3 separate regions of the Mus musculus genome follow, and all the other regions are linked to region 3. The links are chromatin contacts, called in public HiChIP or PLAC-seq maps. All regions are on one chromosome and are shown on one strand. The core of a region is the stretch at or near the end of the contact, and the rest is flanking DNA. Distances in the headings are between cores, read along the strand shown. Region 1 holds the start of Ppp2r5e (protein phosphatase 2, regulatory subunit B', epsilon). Region 2 holds the start of Rhoj (ras homolog family member J). Region 3 overlaps Ppp2r5e (protein phosphatase 2, regulatory subunit B', epsilon).

What was found. HiChIP or PLAC-seq counts read pairs in DNA pulled down with a chosen protein or histone mark.
Region 1: a contact with region 3 is called in an H3K4me3 HiChIP or PLAC-seq map of bone marrow-derived macrophages, with 2.9 times the contacts expected there. The contact joins the promoter of Ppp2r5e here to the enhancer-like site in region 3. A contact is called at or near these places in 4 of 39 promoter capture datasets (the C10 cell line, the HPC-7 cell line, HPC-7-derived erythroid cells and 1 more), 1 of 15 datasets of contacts at CTCF or cohesin (the NIH/3T3 cell line), 9 of 484 Hi-C or Micro-C datasets (the C2C12 cell line, CD4 T cells, DN3 thymocytes and 5 more), 19 of 115 datasets of contacts at active chromatin or transcription factors (bone marrow-derived macrophages, embryonic forebrain, embryonic hindbrain and 8 more) and 4 of 9 other capture datasets (adipose tissue, embryonic stem cells, liver and 1 more).
Region 2: a contact with region 3 is called in an H3K4me3 HiChIP or PLAC-seq map of bone marrow-derived macrophages, with 4 times the contacts expected there. The contact joins the promoter of Rhoj here to the enhancer-like site in region 3. A contact is called at or near these places in 5 of 484 Hi-C or Micro-C datasets (bone marrow-derived macrophages, double positive thymocytes, mammary gland and 1 more), 2 of 115 datasets of contacts at active chromatin or transcription factors (bone marrow-derived macrophages and large pre-B cells) and 2 of 9 other capture datasets (adipose tissue and pancreatic islet).

The regions. Positions count from the first base shown.
Region 1 is chr12:75,594,877-75,597,576 of GRCm38.p6, forward strand. Ppp2r5e (protein phosphatase 2, regulatory subunit B', epsilon) reads right to left here and starts at 1,356. Exons shown (of 14, transcript NM_012024.3): 1 at 759-1,356.
Region 2 is chr12:75,306,890-75,309,589 of GRCm38.p6, forward strand. It overlaps Rhoj (ras homolog family member J), which reads left to right and starts at 1,424. Exons shown (of 5, transcript NM_023275.2): 1 at 1,424-2,112. The coding sequence starts at 1,935.
Region 3 is chr12:75,448,498-75,451,197 of GRCm38.p6, forward strand. It overlaps Ppp2r5e (protein phosphatase 2, regulatory subunit B', epsilon), which reads right to left. Exons shown (of 14, transcript NM_012024.3): 14 at 966-2,700. Among named protein-coding and RNA genes, the nearest start is that of Gphb5, 33 kb to the left of the region's middle. Within about 2 kb of position 1,409, at least 74 of the 459 cell types and tissues checked have an H3K27ac peak or open chromatin away from gene starts, as enhancers often do. A contact at or near this core is called in DN3 thymocytes, adipose tissue, bone marrow-derived macrophages and 2 more, where this site is marked.

The DNA of each region.
Region 1 (2,700 bases), core at 106-2,605, 150 kb after region 3:
TATAAATACTATCGAAAATGTCAGACCTCAGCAAGAAGTTCCACATCGCACTGGTATGCTGTAAATTTAGGGACGAATATTACAATTTCATCTGGGAATTATTTAGATTTCACTCTAACCCTAGCAACACAGATTTCTGTAAGCCTCGTTCCCCCCATCCCTCATTCTGTCTCTATTTCTCTTCTCTCATCTCTAACGATGATCTATAGGCAGCTTTCTTTTTCATCATTTGCCTCTTATGCGCGCAGCTCTGAATAAAATGTCAAGGATCTCAACTCAAAGCATTGCAGAAATGATGGTAACAGCGGGGTCCCTGCAAAGCCCAGGGAAACAGGTTTCACCTGGGCCACTGCACCCAAAGCGTTAGCATTCTCTAAAGAGCACACTACTGGGGCTTTTCCAAGGGGGAGGTATGAAAACAGGGAAGTGGCCTGTTTGTCTGCAGGTATGTTCACATAAACCCCAAGCCCTGGAGAAGCTGCGCGGCCACGGAATCTTCCTCCCTGCTCCCCCGCCCCCGCCGGGGGGGGGGCAAGAAAACGCCTCAAAAGAGGGAGGAAAAGGAGCCGGCGAGGCCGAGGAGAAGAGAGGTGCTGGCCTCCAAAGCCTCTGCAGGTAGATCAGACAAGTGGGCCGGGCGCTTGCTCCCGCTCCCCCCACCCCGCCGCACCCCTCAGCTGCCTGGGCCCGGCCTTCCCGAGCCCGCCGCTCCGCGGGTTCCCCGGGAGGCAAGCCGCGGGACCCGAAGCTGAAGTTACCTTGAAGCTCCTGGGAAAGAATCGGAAGATGATCTGTGGCTGCGCGGAGTGGGCTGCGAGCTAGGGGCCGCGGCGGGGGCGGGCGACGGCCCGGGACGCACGGGGGGAGGTCCAGGCAGCGGCGGAGAGCCCCGGGCTACTACGGCCGTCCGGGGCGACGTCCCTCCGGTTCCGCGGTAGCGGCAGTGTTTCTAGGCCTCTCGGCTGGCCCCTAACCTCAGCGCTCCGGCAGTGGCAGCGGCGGCCTCACGAGCCTCCCCCGCGGGCCCGTCCCATCAAATCGGCACCGACCCGGTTGCGGCGCGGCCGGTGGCTCTTCGTTCACATTCCCGGCGGGCGGCGCCTCTGCTCGTTGCACCGGACCCGGCGGCGGTGGTGGCGGCGGCGGCGGCGGCGGCGACGCGGGGAGGGGGAGGAGGGAGGAAGCCTGGATTTGCAGCGGCAGCAAGCGCGGGAGTCGGGAGGAAGAGTTGGAGCCGCCTGAGCCGCCGCTGCCAGAGCCGCCGTTCGCTACCCGCGCAGGGTCCCCGTCAATGCCCCTTTCTCTCTCCTATTGTCAATATCACCGGGCGGCTGAGTCCATGGCACAGGCGCAACCGAACCTCCTGGCTAGCAGAGCCCGCCTCCGACGCCCGCCCACTGGAGACTTCAAACGGGAAGCGAGACTTCATTGGCCGGCGCGCGCCTTCACTCCCAGGCCAGCACGTTCGGCTGAGAGCTGGTCGGGGATTGGCGGCGCGGGGGGGCGGGGAAACAGGAGGGTGTGAAGGGACGGGGCCCTCGATTGGGCGAGGCGCGGGGGACCCGGATGCTACCGTGAGCTCGGGCGACCGGGCCGCCGTTTCCGCCAGGGCGCCTGAAGTGGGGGTACTGCGGCGTCTGCTAGGCCTGAGGAGAGCTCGGCGGGCGCGCCCGAGACTGGAGCTTCCGCCAGGCGGAACCCTGTGGACCGCGAGCGTCTTCACCCGGGTATCCGAAGGCCACAGGGCGGCCGTCCTGGTGCCTCACGGTTCAGCCCGCAAGCCCCACTCCGCACGGAACCCACGGCCCCCTGAGCCCTGTGTAAACGCGGCCATGGAAGCCGGCAGAAAAATACCCCAGTGGCTGTCCTTCGCTCAACTCGTGGGAGGCCTGGCCACCGGTTGGACTCTCACCTGGTCCCCCCAAAAGCCAGTTCTGAATATCAGCTCTCTGATGCCCCTGCCAGGCTCGGCGGGGGCCCGCGCTCCGGGAGTTAATGCAGATGGCAACTCTGCAGTCTCCCATTCAGAATACCCGCATTCGCCCTTTCAGGACTCCGAAATACCCAGCCCCCAACTCGACAGATTTTAATTGATAGTTTGAGTCTGAGTTTAAACAGAAGACTTACCTCTATCTAGAACGAGGACGAAAATACATACATGTTTTTGCATCATTGGTGAACCCTAGGCCAAATGGTACGTTTCCAAAGAATATTCTTAGACCATCAATCAATTTGAATGCAGGCTACGTACAATAGTTAAAAGAAGAAAAAAATACTAACTACAAAGATCAAACTACCAGCTGCTCAAAATTTGGAAATCTGGGAGGGGAAATACAGGAGAAATAATATTATAATCCATAAACCCAAAATAACCAGTCATTTTGATGTAGTTTTAGTATTATATTTCATATATGTATATACACACAAGTATATATATATATATGTATATATATATGTATGTATACATACATACACACATGTATGTATATTCTTTTTCAAACTCAAAATGCTTCATCCTGTAGCCGAGTTTTTCCTCTCAGTATCATGTCATGTTCTGTACAGTTAAGGAATATACATTTATAAAGCTCTCTGTATCATACCCACAAGTGCTAACCATGCGTTTGCGTTTCTGGTTTGTTGCAAATTTCTATCCTGTTGGGTAGAAAAATAATTCTGTACTATGAAAGAGAATGTTACTGC
Region 2 (2,700 bases), core at 174-2,673, 140 kb before region 3:
AAAGGGAAGAGGAAGAGGAAAAGGAGGTGGAGGAGAAGGAAACGGAGGGTGCAGAGGAGAAGGAGGGGAGGAGAAGGGGAGGAGAAAAAGGAGGAGGAAAGGAAGGAAGGAGGAAAAGAAGAGGGAAGAGGAAAAGGAGGAGGAAGAAGAAGAAAGAAAGAGAGAGAGAGAGAGAGAGAGAAAGAAAGAAAGAAAGAACGAAAGGAAGGAAGGAAGGAAGGAAGGAAGGAAGGAAGGAAGGAAGGAAGGAAGGAAGAAAGAGAAAGTTATTTCGAATTCTGAACTTTGGGGATTATTGTTATGGTAACATAACATCCCTGATACACTCTATACCTAATTGAAATGTTTTTCTTTCATAGGAAAGAAATGTTGGGGCACCAAGCATCATGGCAAGTTTTACTCTATTCAAAACAGAAGAGGTGTGGACTCTGTACCTTGACAGCATGCACATGAGTTGTAGGTACCTAAGTTACTGACAGTCACTAAAGCTGACTTTTCCCCGTCCCGGCCACAGTGAAACCGCTCAAAGCCCTTAGATAATCTGCAATCTTCAAAATCTCATAGGAAAGCAAAGGGTTTTTTTTACTTTAACCCATTCGTCAAAATCATTTGTAGGTTCACGTTGTCCATTATCAAATGGGGCTTCGTTCTCAGGCACCAAACTGGCTGCTATGCGCCTGTGTCATTGAGGAGAGCTGGGCCTACCCAGGGGGAGATGATTCGAAGAAAAGGAGAAGCCTCTATGCATACACAGCATTAGAGACTCTAACCAAGCCAAAAGGCCACACTATGTGCCTCTCTCTCTCACTTCCAAAAGTGTGAGTCCTGAGCTCAGCATATCTGATTGAGCCCAATATCTGATTGATTTCCTCTGTTTAAAAAAAAATCATTGGGGTTGTTTTGGGGAGTCTGAAATGTATATTTGAGCATTGTGCTCAAACACAGACTTGTAAACTTGGTCACTCATAATATACCTACAACCTGCACAACGTTCCCCCCTCTTCAAAATCGTGTGACTCTGGAAGATTTCCTTCCTTGTTGCGGAAAAGAATTGCTTGAGATTCTCGTTTAAGGGAAAAAAAAACTGTCGATTTGAACTGGTGAGTCAGGGAGGGAGGATGACGTCATATGTTAGCCTGCAATCCCTATGAGGTCCTCTCAGCTCCCTCAAGCTCTCAAACTCAGTCCTCTCCCTAGTTTCCGCGGCAGACACTGCTCCCCGGGTTCCATCCTTTCTTCTTTGGCTTCTTCCCAGCCACAAGCCAGCAGCCTGGCTAGCTAGCAGGGGATAAAGCAGGAAGTTTGACAGCTTAAGCTGGCTGCAGGACCCCTAGTGTTTTCCCCTCTCCGTGTCCTGGCCTGGTTCCCCAGAAGTCCAAACACACGCACAGAGCCCCATTGTTGCCGCCTTCCCCGGCCCACTGATCCTAATATGGAATGCAGCAGGAAACCCACGATTTCCTGACACTCGGCAAGCTGGAGGAAGCGAGGGGGGGGAAACTCCGTTTAAAAGCCCTTCTCTCCTCCATATTAGTTGTGTGGTGGAAAACCGGGCAGGAGTTATCCAAATCCCACCGTGTCATTAGCCAGGCTGGGGATGGGGAGGGTAGAGTGAGATTCTCACGGGCTGCTGATATTTCTAGACTGCCAGGAAGTCCCGGGAAGTCTATGGACATGAGAGTTTCTTAACTCCAGCTCTACCCCCAACTCCACTTCTCCGTTGGGATTGGGAGAAAGGGACAGACCCTTTTCATCCCTCCTCCCAAGAGTGCCTTCCTTCTCCAGCATGGTGAGCTGCGGGGCTCGAGTGTGTCTGGGCTGTGCCTGGGAGAGCCCGGCCAGCCAGAGTCAGGCCGCCTGAGCTCCAGCCTGGGGCCGGTGCCACCGCTCCATGCACTGCAGAAGCCCCAGCAGCTGCTGCGGGAGCCGCCAACATGAGCTGCAGAGAGAGGACCGACAGCAGCTGCGGCTGCAATGGACATGAGGAGAACAGGATCCTGAAGTGCGTGGTGGTCGGGGACGGCGCGGTGGGGAAGACCTGCTTGCTGATGAGCTACGCCAACGACGCCTTCCCAGAGGAATACGTGCCCACTGTGTTTGACCACTACGCAGGTAGGAAAGCGTGGGGACCAACTCCGTCTAGATGAGCGGTGGGGTTCTGGGCACAGCTACCTAGCGTTCAGAGGGACCTGGCTTTCGCCAGAAAGTCACAGACTGATGTGGATCTGGCAGGTACCAGGTAACTCCATCAAGAATGGTGCTAGGATCCTGCGGAGACCCTGTACATCCATTCACATGCTTCTCCTATTGAAACAAATGTGCAATCCTGGGGAAATATCCTCCAGAAATGTTTCTCAACATTTTTGCCTAAACTTTCTTCAACTTTTCACGGTAATTATTTTTTTTTGAAGTGTAGTGTATTGCAAAATATTCCATTTTAAAAAAATCACCGCTAGACACATGGAAAGTGTTCTACTCTCTAAACTTTTTCTACTCCATGCTAGTCATGATCAAACGGCTAATAGAACCAGCTAATAAAACCTTCTTTTTTTTTTTTCCTGGATTACTTGGGGCTTAAATTTTGTACTTTCACTCTTCTGGGATGGTAGATAAGGAGAAAAGTGTCCCACGCTTTTAAATACTAAGTGGAAAATTAAGTAAAAGATGGCTATGTTTTTTAAAGTAAAAAATTCAAATGCA
Region 3 (2,700 bases), core at 159-2,658:
GGGGGGACGAGTGGAGAAGATATCGAGATCTAAAGCCACATTTTTGTGGCACTTTCTTGAGGCAAGGCTTCTGTCATAACCCCATTACAAAAACTAGAAGCTCGCCGGGCGTGGTGGCTCACGCCTTTAATCCCAGCACTCGGGAGGCAGAGGCAGGCGGATTTCTGAGTTCAAGGCCAGCCTAGTCTACCAAGTGAGTTCCAGGACAGCCAGGGTTACACAGAGAAACCCTGTCTCAAAAAAACCAAACCAAACCAAACACCAAACTGGAAGCTCACAGTGGAAAACAATGGATCTAGATTCCCACTCAACAACCTACATACAAATAACCCAACTATACATGGAACATCCTAGCTCCAGGTGACTCTAAAACGTGACATGCTCCAATTCGCCATGAGAGCAAATTCCACAGAAGGCAAATACTGCAAAGAAAGGACTCCATGGCAGCTTTAGGAGGAGTACAAATGACCTCCCACTCTTCTGAGCAGGCTCTGCGACTGCTTGACCAGCAGGAAGTGGTGAAACAGTTGCTATCAGTCTCTGGAGCCAGGCCTCAAAGGATGGGTAGTTTTCACTTCCAGTTGCCACAGGGTGGTCCAATGAGGAAGTCCTGAGAGGAAGAAATGGGACATCTGGCAGCACTCCAGGCCACGGGCAGCATAAACTCCGCCAGCCCTGCTGAAGTGAATCTGCTCCTCCTTTAGATATTCCTCGTCACACTAAAGGACCAGACGGAATATTCTCACCAGTCCTACCCCATGCTGCAGCCTGGGAGGCAGAATAAGTGGAACACTGTTATAGTGATAGCCACTGGGCCACTCCCTAGACCCCTAGACATAACGTTTCTCAAAACTGAAACCTGGTAACACTCACCCCACACACACATCTCAAAACTCAGTTCAACATTATTAGTATGACCCAAAAGGCCACAGGGTCGACAATAAAGACAAGCAGCCAGGCACCTGCACCCTTCAGTGCTTATTTATTAGGGACACCCACAGTACAGAATCTCACATAGCTGTCAACGGGAGGATTACATTGCTTTGGGGAGCACCTCTGCTTAGTCTGTAACCACTTTTGAGAGAGTATATTATTTTCAAAGATGAACGCTTATTTCCAAGTGTGTAAGCTGCCACCTGCATCCTGCTGTTTGAAACGGAAGAAGTCTGGTTCAACAGGGGCTGGAAGTGTCTTGGGTAATTTTTTACTTTGAAGTGGATCAGAAGGCTTCCCTGCCTGGCTAAACCAGTCTGTCATTTTTCATATGCAACTTTTCATATTGTTTCATTTTCACATCTATGCACCAACGGATGTTTTGAAAACTTAAGAAAAACACTCATCCACAGCTAACACTGTGGCTTCCTAGCGGGGGGAAAAATGAACGTGTGCTGCCCTCTCCTGCCACAACAATGAAATGAGGGAGAGGAGAGGCTGGAGCTGAGATGAAACCCTCAGGCCTGAGGAGATGGGCATGCCATTCTCATTACACTCCAATCAAAAGCCAGACAACAAGAAAACGTGTTGGTAATATTTATATTTGAAATTTCCCCATTGATACATGAGGTTTAGATTACAACTTATTTACAGTAAGTGATTTAAAAAAAAAAAGGGATGGGTTGAGAAAGAAAGAAAATGGAGGAGAGGATGGGGGAAGGGAGGGGAGGAAAGGAAACCTAGGCTCACAGACGTCATAGCACGGGGCGTTGGTTTCCAGGAGACGCTACAGCTGGCCGCTCTCGTGCACAAGCGGCAGACAAATGGAACATTCCGCTGGCTCAAGCTCCGCTCACCCTCCTCTCGGACGCACACCCCTTCTTTCAGGTTCTCAAAAGTAAACATAGAGGAGTATAAAATGCGTTGCCAATATTACTTATTACAAAAGTCCTTTATGGCTCCTCCCTAACTCCACGAAGAGAAGCAGCTGAGCCAGAATACAAAAATAAAATATTCATGTGCAAATAAAATGTCACGGATCATATCTCCTGTTGCCTTTCTGAGACAGGTGACCGTCACTTTGTGGGAATGTTGGCTAATAACATCAAAGGAGAGCGGCTCTTCCTTTCCTGGGCCAGGTCAGTGTATCAATTAAAATGGAAAAACAAAGCAAGAAGACCTTCGGAATACTTAGTGATGTTGATACCAGCCTCCCATCCACACACCACTCCCCGGCTCCATCCCTAAAATAAAGTCTACTTTATTTCCCTTTCCATAAAGTGATTGAGCCTAGGGTTATGTGTTCAGTATAGGAGGTGTGATGACAAGTGCTCCCTAGGTCTGCACCTTGGACTGCCGCACGCACGGGAGATACAGAGCCAGCGCGATCCTGCCACTTAGGGAAAGAGCCCAAGGAGGAGGGAGGGGCTTATCCCTGCATCCAGTCACATTCAGGGGTTATTCATTTACTTTTTATTTTCTTTTATTAAAAAAAAACAGTCAATGTCAGGAAGAGCAAAATATAATCAAAACCACAGCGGACAATAACTAAACAGTGATGAAGGAGCACTGGGGCCTGGGCACAATGAGGAGTGGACGCTTGATCCAGAGGAGACGGTCACTTCGCTCACACAGCTGCTGCAGGCTGCAACCTGCAACCTCGGCATCATTCTAAATCACAGGGTTATATTTTAATTTTTTTATTCCAAGGACATTCTTAGTCCCATCCCTGAAACCAATATGGTAGGGATAAGGTTGAAGTGGTCA